Regions from separate parts of the Gossypium arboreum genome. Here region 2 is linked to region 1. A link is a contact called in public Hi-C data. All regions are on one chromosome and are shown on one strand. The core of a region is the stretch at or near the end of the contact, and the rest is flanking DNA. Distances in the headings are between cores, read along the strand shown.

Region 1 (6,562 bases), core at 1,924-4,423:
AAAATGATTGCCTTATCAATTAGGTATTTAATCAATTGATTGATTTCTAATATTTGACACGAACTACATCTTTGTTTGTGTAATGTGAGCATGCAATCTAACTTAAATGAACCTTGATTGTATGTTTGTTGGTCAGAATTAGATCTTTTTTGTCCTCAATGCTATTGATAGATTAAATCCTAAACGATTGTTATAGGATTATTTGTCAATAAGGAAAATAATTAATGACGATTGTCTTGATTATCGAGAAGGTAAATAGAGATTAAGTTGCTAGACAATCGCCAGCAACTATAACAAATTTATTGAAAAGCATTGAAATCATTTTTATATCAATGATCAAACCCTTAAATGGAATGGAAATTATCTTATATTTTATTTTACTATTTCTTTTTACTTTATTTTAATTTTAGTTTTAATTTCAAATATCTTTATTTAGTTTTTATTTTACTTGTTTATTAAATAAATAAAATTATTACTGATCTTCGTAAATTCAACCTTACTCACAATTAACTATAAAGTTTCATTTATTTAAGTAAATTTTATTTTGTAGGTCTCAACAACCTATCAGCTAACAATTTAAGTTTTTGTTACCCTTTTCATATAATATTTATACTGTCATCATCTCAATTAATAAATTTATAAAAAAAAACCATCAAAACACTTATCCTCTTGAATTTAGTGTAAAGAATACCCACCTATCCCTTTTTTAAGTTTAAAATAAAAAAATGATTATATTCTTTTTATTATTTAGTTTTGTTCTATTTTTTCTGTCTATTTTAATTATAAAATAATGAAAAATTAATGGCATTAAGATATATTTTATTTTAAAAATTAAAATTTTAAATTTATATTTAAATCAGTTATATATTAATTTATTAAAATTTCATGTAAAATTACTTTATTTAGAAAATTTTAATGGAAAAGAAATTAACTAAAATATAAAAGTAAAAAAAATTCAATGTTAACATATAATTAAATTAAATTCAAGTTTTAAATATTTAACATACATCTGCATAAAATAATTTAAAAAGAAATAGAAAGTAAAAACAAAACAAAAGTAAAATATAATTATCATTGATATTAACTTTTAAAACTATTAAGTAGACCTATTCGAGAGTTAAGCTATCTACCTAAGTTTGAAGGTGCACTCGAAATTTGAAAAGAATTGGGACAAAAATATTAAACCTGAAAATGAGTTTGAGCAAAAAAAAAATTGTTTAAAATATAGGTCGAACTCAAGCTCTAATATTTAAAGCCAGAGTCTGACTCAACTCGACCCACCATTTTCAAGTTTATGTTAATGATATGTTATTTATTTTAGTTTAGTTTATGTATTAAATAAAATTTTCTTTTGATTTTCCAAGAGATCTACTGAAGCCAGTCCAGTTACAAATCATTCATGTTCTGTAAGCTTATTAAAGGGATAAACATTGGTCATAAGTATATTAAGTAATTTATATATCATATAAAAATTAAATATATTATACTATAATGTAAATGTTAAAAATTTTAAATCAGTATATGTTTAGATTTAATAAAAGGAATAAATATTGACAGTAAAAGATGACAAATATATATAATTACTAAATATTAAATAAAAATAATTATATTTTATTTAATAAAAAATATAGATAAGCTTAAATGGATTTAAATAGTCATTTATAAATATAAAAGGTTTTGAACAAAATTTAATGTTCATAATTCGAGACCAAAACCCAATGTTATAGGTTCAAATCCTACAGAGTGTGATTCCGCTCTTGTTAGGTCGAAAATTACACCAAACTAAAAAAATAAATAAATAGCAATTCGAATTTGACCTCTTTGGATAAAATTAAAATTAAAGAATTAAAGGGGTGAGTCAAAAAAGGTAAATTAATTAGTCAAAGATCCAACTAATCACCGGTTACGAATAATCCAACCAAAGTAATAGAAATTAGACCTAAGAAAATTCCAAATAGAAAAATTTCAATCTTTTTTAGGGTTAGAGTTAAGCAAGTATACATGATATTAATAGTTAATACCATGCATAGGTCGTTCCTGAATCCAACCAAACACCTTATACTAAATAAATTCATTTTATAATCATGCAATAAAATAAACAAAATTTTCTAATTTTGAAAATTATATGCTAAAATTTGCAATTAATTTAAAATCTAAATAACACACACTATCAATTTGTGTATATGAAAGCTAGTTAAGCGAATTAATTTGAAATATAGATTGTTAACTAAATAAAACCTAAAACAATCATTAACACTAAATTTAAATTCATCTTTGTCTGACCAAATTCAATAAAATTATTTAAAACCTAAGTTATTTATTTTAAAAAAATATTATAATTCTTCCCTCACTCGCATGGTAGTGTGATTTTTAATTTCTTAAATTTATATCAAAAGCCCTAATGTAATCTACTTAAATATTTAATTAAAATAATTGCAGAAACACGAGAGATTTGAGGTGATTAGTAGATAAAAGGGGAAAACCTTACCTTTTAACGAAACCAGCTAGGGAGCCAACTTTGGCCATGGCTTCCCTCCATCTGTTGGCCTGTTTTTCTCCGAATCTGTTTTCGTGGCTAAAGAAGGCTTCCTTAAAAGGTCCCATCTGTTTTCGAACATGAGAGGGGTCAACCCCATAGAACACAGGCAGAACCAGTCTACGGCACCGGCTATGGAACTCGCAGATCCTGGCCAATTCTTCAAGGCACCAATGGGAGGAAGCGTAATTTTCAGAGAGAATGACAACGAATGCAGCCGAGTCTTCGATGGCTTCCACCAAACTCGGTGCGATCTCGTCTCCACGTCTCAAAGCGTCATCATCTCGAAAGACTCGCAAGCCTTCTCTCACAAGCGAGCAGTACAGGGTGTTGGTGATGCCGTGACGAGTATCTTCGCCTCTGAAACTGAGGAACACGTCCCATCGGAGCCTGAAAGACGTCGGAGTTGTGGTTGAAACTACACCGGCGCTCTCCATTTTATTTCTTCTCTCTCTCCTCTTTAGCTTTTCGATCCCACTTATTAGCATAAATTACCTATGTCGGTGGGTGCAAAAAGAAGGTGGTCAGATTCATTTGAAGCAGCCATGAGAAGAAAAGTATTACATTCGCTCCCTGTACTGGTGACACTGACACTCAGAATACGAGGCTAAGTGAGGAACACGTTTCAGTGTCACCTAAAAATATTTTGGGTAATATCTAGTTTGATCACTCAAATTAAAAGATTTGTATTTTAGTCACTGCCTTAGAAAATTTTTTATTTTAGTGACCAACCGTTAACCCCATAATGGAAGTCTGACTTGGCACACCAAATCCACTATAATATACTTCTTTGACCAAGACAAACTTTTCCACCAATCAAAATTTCCTTTCACTTTTTTCATGGTCATATTTCATCGTTCTTCCCTAACCAGAGTCGTGGGACGTGGGGAAACAACCTCTGAAACACGCTGATTTTGATTATAGTGCACACCCTTTACGCCTCAATGGCCAACCCCATACCTTTCATCTCTCCATAAAACCTCGTTTCAGCCCTTCCCACAACCATTCATTTCGATCTCTGTTTCCATTGTATATCTCTTTTAATTTCATCATTATACTTTTAAAATTGTTTATTCGTTGATTTTTCTTGTCAAATCATATAACATTCTCTACTACCCACATCCTGTTATAGTTCCCATTAATGCATCTGCCATTGTCAATTTCGTTTAAAACCTGTTGTTTTTAACTTTAGGTGTTAGTTATTTTTTGAGAATAAATTTATAATCTTTCTGGATTACCAAAATGTCAATCATTAGATTTGAATCCACTCAAAAACTACAACGCTACAAGCAGTTTTGTAATTGGTTATGCATTTTGTTCAAGCTTACGTGCTGTTATAAACAAAGTTGAAATTACCAAATTCAATTACCCAGGTTTATTGACTGCATTACATTACTTAACTTTTGCTTTAGGGTGGGTTTTGGGCAAGTTTGGAATTTTACGTCATGAACCATGCCAATGTGGAGACTTTCATAGTGTTTAGATCTTTGACACCCCCTTTGGTTGCCTTGGCTTATACAACCTTTAGGAGGCAGCCTTGTCCTTCAAAGCTCACAGTTATGTCTCTTTTGATCATTTTGGGTGGTACTATTGAGTATGTAGCTAGTGATTCCGCTTTTACTTTGATTGCATATTATGGGCGTTTGCGTATTTGGCTACCATCGCTACTGAAACGGTTTACATTAAGCATATGGTGATGAACCTTGGGAGCACTTGGGGTTTTGTGTTGTACAATAACTTGTTCTTAATGATGGCATCTATATTTTGGGTTTTGACCGGAGAATACAATGAGGTTGTTTTCCCATGAAAGTTCTTATAACATGTTAAATTTGTATTGTTTTTTGTGTTTAAATTAGTTAATTCTTAATTGATCCTGTCAAATTTAAATTAGTAATTTTATATTTTAATCTTAACAGGAATACAATTTGAATGTTATAAGTAAAAAAAATGAGAAAAAAAATCAATTTGCAGCACAATGAATAAAGTGAGACCAAATAAAAAAACTTGGAAATAACTAAAGACTCATTATTTCTTTTGATTTTGTGAAAGCTAAAATTAGAAAATCTAATTTTATTTTTATTAAATTTTAATTATGTGTACTGGTTAGTCAAGTCAAATTTATATGTACATTAATAGGACATTTGTGGTAGCTTGAAAAGACATTTGATTTCACTTTAATTAAATAAGAATTATTCTTTTCCTTCCAAATTCAACTTACTTTCGTTTCCATTTCCTTGTTTTTGCAAAATTTGTTTAATATCTTTCCAAGTCCCTTCCCTTCTCAACTTCTATTATTTTCATTCAAATTCACTCCATAGCCAACCAAAGCATAATTAAATCCATGCTTCACTAAATTTTAATTTAGCTTTAGGTTGACATTCTTTTCGATCGGAAATCATAAGATACGTATCCGTACTAAAAATCCTTTCAATCGTTATTCATTATTTTCCTAAGTATTGAGATTGACAAATTCATCTCCTAAAATTAACTCGATTTTAAATCAAAAAGCAAGTTGGGTTGGAGTCATGTTTGCAGACAGTTGGAGAATTGAGTCGGCAGTGCTTTATTTGGATCTCTGAGAACAAATCAATGAAGAAGTGATTGGGTTTAAACAACTCGCGCGGTTGAGGCTGTTAATTCGAGTTGGGTTCTTCAGAACGCAAGGCTGCTGGAATCTTGAATCGAAAACGCGTGTATCTCGGTTAAATAATCGGTAAGGATTGATTTGCAGGTCGTACCGGGATCAACTATAAGATAAAGAATTGACGGTTATAATGTTCTTAATTGCTATAATCAGTTTATTGTTTGGAGGAGAAAATTAATTTTCGAGGATCGATTCAAAATCCAGAATCCACCGAGTCTAGGGCTAGGGCTAAAGCTTATTATCTATGTTTACAAAATCTGAATTTAATTCCCAATTTAATTTTATTTCCAATTTATTTAATTGTTTATTTATGTTATTTAAATTATTTAATTTCTAAACGTTTCAAAACTCGCTTGATTTATTTATTTATTTTTCAGCAAGTTCGTTTGGAGTCGTGGGCACGACTATTGCCACGGTTATCGACATGACAGAAATTCTGATCACAAGTTAAATGCGAAAGTTGATTATAATACCAATCCCTGTGGACTCCTACTATTTAGAGTTATTTTAATTGTAGTAATTATTTTTGATGGTTTCGACGTCCATCAAGTTCAAAGCAAGAACAATGACCAAAAATGAAAATGAAGCCTCCACCAGCACAACCTCAAGGAGATAATTCAAATAATGATGAGATGTATATAACACAACAGATGGTAGTTCTAGAGTAGGGGAAGGCGTCTCTAGTTATCAGAAATTGGTGTGGGGTGATATGGCCGAGTCGGGTGTTGGAAGCAAGGGCATGAGAAGGGAACAAAGTTGGGTTAGGGAAGGAGGAGGAGAAAGAAATATGACCAAAAAAGAAAAAGAAGCATGAAGGAGAATTTTGATTGGTGGAAAAGTTTGTCGAAAAATTTTAATGGGTAGTGATTAAATTATAAGTTTTTTTTAAATTTAAGTGATAAAAATAAAAAAGTCCAAAGAATTGGATCACCAACTAGATAATTTATCCAAATATTTTTTATTCGTTATCAATTAATATATTTTTTAAAAACGATATCTTCCAAGAAATTTTGCAATTGTCTTCCCATATCTCTCACTTTTCTCCATCCATAAAAATGGCATGTTTGGTGCTATAAATTTTATAAAATAAATAAATTAGTATATGATAATATTATAATTTAATCCTAAAATTGATACAATCTTCATTGACTTGCTTCTAACCATTGAAATAAATGTGTCCCAATAAATAGAGAATATTAAAAAACACTTAAGAACACTAAAATAGATGCAACTTAGCAAGAAAATACTTTTAAAATAGTAGTAAAATTAATAATAAAATAGGAGTTATTCAATATCTAAAAATAACAATAAAATAGTAGTAATATAATAGCAAAATAATATGTTTTTTACTCGATAATACAAGAAATAATTAAATACCAAAA
Region 2 (6,562 bases), core at 2,423-4,922, 200 kb after region 1:
CAAAATTATTATTAGACATTCGTTTTATACGAGTTCTAATATTGTATAAAAAATTTGTTTATTATTTAATTATTTAACTATTATATTTTATTTATTTTATAATATAATTTCCACTAATATATATGTTTTTTAATTATTTAATATCTAAAAATAAAAATATATTTAATTGTAATTTGTTTGGTTTTTTTCTTTTACCGTTCAAAAACATATTTTATTTTAATCTGGTTATATGATTATAAGTATGTTCCCAAATATAATTGTCCAATATTTATGATACACTGATTTAATGTTCGTTAACTTAAAAGAAAAAAGAAGAGTTTTTAATGAATAAAAAATTAAAATAAACAAATCAACACACAAAAACCCTCTCATTTAAGCTTTTTCATTCATTAATAGTTATCTCAACGAGGGTTTTGGTGCCTAATTTTATACCAAACTGAAGCCACAGAGTAGCGGACTAGCAGCGTACCCAAGGAAAGCCCATGTTGCTGATTACTTGATATTGCAGGGTGCAGCTTTATCAACTGAAAAGCCAATTGCATTGGTTGCAATTGTTTCCTCCATCTATATGTTTTAGGTCTTTGACTCAAGGCAATACATAATCATCGTGATTTAATGAACAAAATTAAGCAAACTTGATTATGCTGTTAATAAATTTAAATTTTAATCTCTATATTTTTTATTTTTAGGAATTTAACACGTATTTTTAAGAATTTAATCTTTTTATTTTTAGATTTTAAAATTTTAGTTAAGTTGTTCAAATTTTTAAATTTGTTGGTATGATGTTTTGAAATAAAAAAATAACGTAACTAAAAAAATGATGTTGTAATGAATTTAAAATTAAAAATTAATTATCGATGTTAACAGTTGGACATGAATTTTAAATCTAAAAAATAAATAAACTAATTTCCTAAAAATAAAACTCGTGAAAAGTACATAAACTTAATTTTAAAAGCAAAGTTATAAAACCGCCATGAATCTCATTTATTTACTATTTTTAAATATCAATTAAGGAAAAATAAATGTTTCTTAATTTCACTTGTGATATTACAAAAGAAAAAATTCTACCTTTAATATATCTAATAATCATCCTTATTATATATACTAATATGGTTCTCAACTAGACTTGATCATGGGTTGAGTTATGTATTCTATACCCAAAGGCCCATCTAAAAAATGAGAGAATTTAAGTACAAAATATAGGCTCGAAAAATAAACTTTGACAAAAAAAAAAAAGGCTCATTTTCTCAAATGGTCAAGTCTTAAGTAAGAATTTTTTGTTGGGGCCTGAGTCAGCCCAAATATGTCCTTTTTTCTTTTGCTATTGTTTTTCTATCATTTTGCTTGCTAAGTTTTAACTATCTTTATATTATTTAAGTATAAAGATTTTTTAATGTATTTTTAATTTGTTGCGAAAATTTTATTTTAATGTTTTTAGTGTATTTAATGTATTATATTTTTTAAAAATTATTTTTATATAAAAATAATATAAAAAATTTAATGCGGGTAGGGTCAAGCTCGGGTTTAGCATCTTTTTATTTGGAACGGGTATGGGCAAAAATTTTAGGACCATTTTTTGGGTTGGACCGGAGCCTAAAAAACATGCCTACATTTTGGCATCACCCCGATTCAAACTCAACTTGACCCATAACTAGGTCTGTTTTTAACCTACGTTTCGCATTAAGTTGGTTATTTGTTCGTGTCAATTTATAAAGTAAAAATTTGAAAGTTAAAACATGCTCCAAGTCCCTAACACCTCCTACATTTGAAATTTAGTCCTTATTTTTATTTTTAGAATATAGTCTTTTAGTTTTTGGATTTAAAAATAGATATCCCAACAAATTGAAAATACATTAAAAAAAAAGTCTTTATACTTAAATAACACTAAGATAGTTGCAACTTAGCAAACAAATATCTCTAAAATAGTAGCAAAATTTACAATAAAATAAGAGTTATATAATATCTAAACAATAACAACAAAATAGTAGCAATATAATAGCGGAATGACAACAAAATAGCAACAAACAACAGCATAAAAGAAAGTTTAGGTTGATTGGATCAGGCCAAGGAAAATCTTACTCGAGGCTCAAACCGTGTAGAAAAATAGGCATTATTTTTTTATCCAATCTCATTTTTTGGGCTTATATTTTTGCTCAAGCTTGTCACTTTTCAAGTAGACCATCAGGCCTAAACAGGTGGCTCGACTCATGATTAGGTCTATTACTACTGTTAAAATTCTTCTATTAAAATTTTAAAATAAAAAAAATGTTCACTTGATAGTCACGTAACAATAAAAATAATGTTGAAAATATTGATTAGAATTTCTTTTAAAAACACACATTCAATTCGTTATGGTAAAAATCAAAATTTTGTTAGAATAATGTTAAGAAAAATAGCATTAGCATTTTGATTGAAATAGTTAATAATATTAATTATTTAGAGTAACTAATAATATTATAAAAATAAAGGGATTAAATTATGTAAAAAATAAAATATATAGATTAAATCTTAAGTTTCAGCATAATCTAGAGGTTAAAATTAAAATTTGACTATTGTCTTATAAATGGGTAACCGTATATTAGTCTCTATAATTTTTAGAATATTCGGATTATACATAATCATGTAATATTTTAATCGAAATAAAAATATTCTAAAAACATAACTTGAAAAAAGAAAAAAGAAAGAGAATTGCCACTTATATAACCTTCCTTCCTTTTATATAATACGTATTATATATTGAATTATAAAATGAGAGTTGTTATTATGATGGTTAATTAATAAAAAAAAGAAAAAAGAAAAGAAAAAGAAAAATAAACTAATATAAGTAGATCTCCTATACAAAGAGCCGAACCGACAAGGCCAGCTTAACTTGGGTCAGAAATTGCGGTTGAACCTTGGGTAATCCATGGGCTTAGCCCTCACTTCATGTATTTGTTCACTGACCCAGGCTTTCACCAGCCCATTACTTTTCACTTCTAAATTTCCCTTTACACCTTATCCTTTTGCAAGTAGTATTAACACAAACCATCAAATAACTCAAAAGAAATCCTTTCTCCAATCCATGCAAGCAATTTTTTTTAATGTTTTCTTTTACTTTCTCAATGTAAGAAAAACTTTTAATGTTTTGTCTAATCCATTTAACTCTTATCCCTTATTTTTTCGAAGCATGATTGTTAATATGATCCAAAAATAGAGAAGTAAACCCAGAAAAACATTAACATTGTCATTTTTCACATTCAAAGTCTCCTTCTTCCTATATTTGAAGTTGCAATTTTTTATTTTTACAACATATCCTTTGCTCCCTTCCCAATCCCTAACCCTAATTTCAATTTCATTCAATTTACCCTTTTACCCTTATTTCCCCTTTACAATCTTTTAACCCTATTATTGAAGCTGCCCACCTGCTTTCTCGATGCTTAAGATTTCATAACTTGAGACCCTGTTTTTTTCCAGTTGTAAAATATATAATTATAACTTAAAAAAACTATGATTAAAACAACCGAAATTATTAAATTATTAAAATTTCAGCTAAGGAATTAAAAATATATATATTTTCATATTTGTGATTAATTAACGTAATAGAATATGTTAATACACATATTTTTTTAAAAAACATTACCAACAATTTATGATTTTTTTTTTATAAAAAATTGCCTCTTAGAAATCCCTAACCATACCCTAATTTTCCTTTTATTGATGAAAATAGAATTACCCTTCCAGCACTAACCGACGACAACCGGTAAACCAAAACGAAAGCAACCGGCTAGCGGGCGTGTAATAGCTATCCTCCCCATACCTCCTTTTCTCCTCTTCATACTAGGAATGAGAGAGCAATTGATATCCATCGCGCACTTCCCATTATATAAATAAATCACAAATCTTAAACTCTTTTCCTCTCTTCAAAAATTTTACATCAACAACAAACAACACTGTTTCTCCAAAGCCAAAAATATTAAATAAAAAGAAAATAAATTTTAATTCTCGTAAAATCCCCTCTCTTCAACGTCTTTGCTACAATCACGAGAATCCTTCGATCTGAAATATTCAACTCCTTTTTGTTGTTGTTGTTGTTCTTTGCAGAGTTTGCTTAAGAACACTGAAATTTTTTTTTGTTTGTTTTAATCTTTATAATTTGGCCATTTTTTCCCCCTTTTTGTGTGAGAAAACTGAAGTAATATTTTGGTTTTCTGTTTCATTTAGCGTGCCTTTATCTGCAAGTAATGTAAATTTACTTGTAAAATTCTTCTTGGTGATGATCTGTTGGGGAGGTAAGGAGATAAAAGAAAAAAAAAAGAATTTTCTTCGTTTGGTGATTTTCTGTTTGGTTTTGAGATCTGCTTTGTGCTTAATTTTTGGTTTAAATAACTGTGTTTTTTTTCATCTTCTTGTTGTTGATTGTAGGAATTTCTGTTTGGAGATAAATCAAAGCTCAAAGCATGATTTGTTGGTGAAAATAAAGAAAAAGGTTGGAAAAAACTTCTATCTTGATTGGAAAAAGGAAAAGAGATGAAGCGGTCTAGAGATGAGGTTTACATCGGCGGCTCCCAACTTAAAAGACCAGTGGTTTCTTCTCGAGGAGAAGGGTAAAATAAAATTTTATCTTCTTTGTATATTGAGTATTGTTTGGTCCAATTTCGTGTTTTCGTTATGAAAGCTACAATGAGATTAAGTTTGAAATCGTTACAGGTCAATTACTGTCGTTTTTCTTTCGCTTGTTTAGTTTAGCAGATTTGATTAGTGTTTTTGCTTGTTTAATCTTAGTTTAAGTAAGTTTGGCCTCTTTTATAATTGTGAATTATCTTTGACCTTTGACGAAAAGATATGTTTTTTCCCTAAAGTTCTGGTTGGAAATATTTCATTTTCTCTAAAGATGTTTGTAGATAGCAAAAAATAGTAATATTCTTTCTTTTCCAGATGGGCAAGTTTCCAATTTTTCATCTGTGAAGAGCCTGTGTAGTATTAAGATATGGTTTTATTTGTGCGTAGAAAGGTTAAATGACCCTAGCTGTTTATATACTTTTTAAGGTGATAATGATATATATACACATGTATATGGATATATATTTAAATTCCACATGGAAGAATATGTGATGATTTACTGGAGATCTTTGATCTTATGTTGTATTTTGTTTTTCTATGATGAAGCTCTGGGCAACAGCAGATGGTAGGAGGGACAGGAGCTACCCAGAAACTTACGACAAATGATGCATTGGCATATCTCAAGGCAGTTAAAGATATATTTCAAGAAAAGAGGGAGAAATATGACGACTTCCTTGAAGTAATGAAAGACTTCAAGGCTCAAAGGTTTGATCATTATCGGCTTTTTTCTGAAGTTTTGCTCTTTATCCCCTCATAATGTTTGTACGAAGCAATTTGTGACTTGCTGTAATGGTGGGCTGAATGTAGAATTGATACTGCGGGTGTCATAGCCAGGGTAAAGGAGTTATTTAAAGGGTATCGAGACCTAATTTTGGGTTTCAATACCTTTTTGCCCAAAGGATATGAGATCACCCTCCCATTGGAGGATGAACAACCTCCCCAAAAGAAGCCTGTGGAGTTTGAAGAAGCTATTAATTTTGTAAACAAAATTAAGGTAGAATTTGTGCATTGCTGAATTTTATGAGATAGCTGCATAATATCTGATCTCATTCTTGGATTTTTGCAGACAAGGTTTCAGGGTGATGACCATGTCTACAAATCATTTTTAGACATTTTGAACATGTATAGAAAAGAAAATAAGTCTATCACTGAGGTCTACCAGGAGGTATGTTAGGTTATATTTCCCTTCCTTTCTCTGACTTCCCTATTTGAATGGGAATTGTGTGCTGCCTAGGTTGTTGGATTTTGTTGATCAGAAACTATATTTCATTATAGGTTGCTGCTCTTTTCCGAGACCATCCAGATCTGCTTTTGGAGTTCACTCATTTTCTGCCTGATACCTCAGCGACAGCCTCTAATCATTATGCTTCTACTGGTAGAAACTCTATACCCCGAGAGAGGAGCTCTGCTATGCCTGGAATGTGTGCAGTGCCTGCTGACAAGGTTTGTTTTAGCCTAATCCTTAAGTCACTCCTGATTACTTATCAGCAATCAAGCTAACATTTGATTTATGAGAATATCTGGCAGAAAGATAGGAGTACAGCTCTGCTTGGTGACTGTGACCTTAGCATGGAACGTGCTGATCCTGATCATGATAGAGTTATGACGAAAGCTGAAAAAGAGCAAAGAAGGCGTGGTGAAAAAGAAAGGGACAAGACAGAAGACAGAGATATAAGAGATCGAGAGCAGGATGATCGAGATTTTGAAATTGATGGCAACAGAGACTTCAACATGCGGTTTCCACATAAACGGAATGGAAAACCTGCTCGTAGAAGTGAAGAATCAGGTGTGGAACAATTGCAGCAAGTTGGGGGGGATGGTTCTACATATGATGATAAAAATGCAATGAAAAGTGAGTTTTCTGCTTCTCAGTTGAACAGTATAGGAAAAGCTATGGCTGACAATAATAAAACATAAATAGGTGCTTATCTTTCTGTACGACATTTCTATAGTATATAATATA

The links. A called contact is a pair of places that touch in the nucleus more often than the background predicts.
Region 2: a Hi-C map of leaf shows a contact between it and region 1, with 2.5 times the contacts expected there. The contact joins the promoter of LOC108475972 here to the promoter of LOC108474849 in region 1. A contact is called at or near these places in 2 of 5 Hi-C or Micro-C datasets (both in leaf).

The regions. Positions count from the first base shown.
Region 1 is chr3:12,284,152-12,290,713 of ASM2569848v2, forward strand. LOC108474849 (disease resistance protein RPV1-like) reads right to left here and starts at 3,174. Exons shown (of 5, transcript XM_017776877.2): 1 at 2,489-3,174. The coding sequence starts at 3,024. It also overlaps the pseudogene LOC128290341.
Region 2 is chr3:12,479,207-12,485,768 of ASM2569848v2, forward strand. It overlaps LOC108475972 (paired amphipathic helix protein Sin3-like 4), which reads left to right and starts at 3,673. Exons shown (of 24, transcript XM_017777993.2): 1 at 3,673-4,268; 2 at 4,402-4,583; 3 at 5,146-5,304; 4 at 5,407-5,593; 5 at 5,666-5,764; 6 at 5,875-6,042; 7 at 6,127-6,451. The coding sequence starts at 4,507.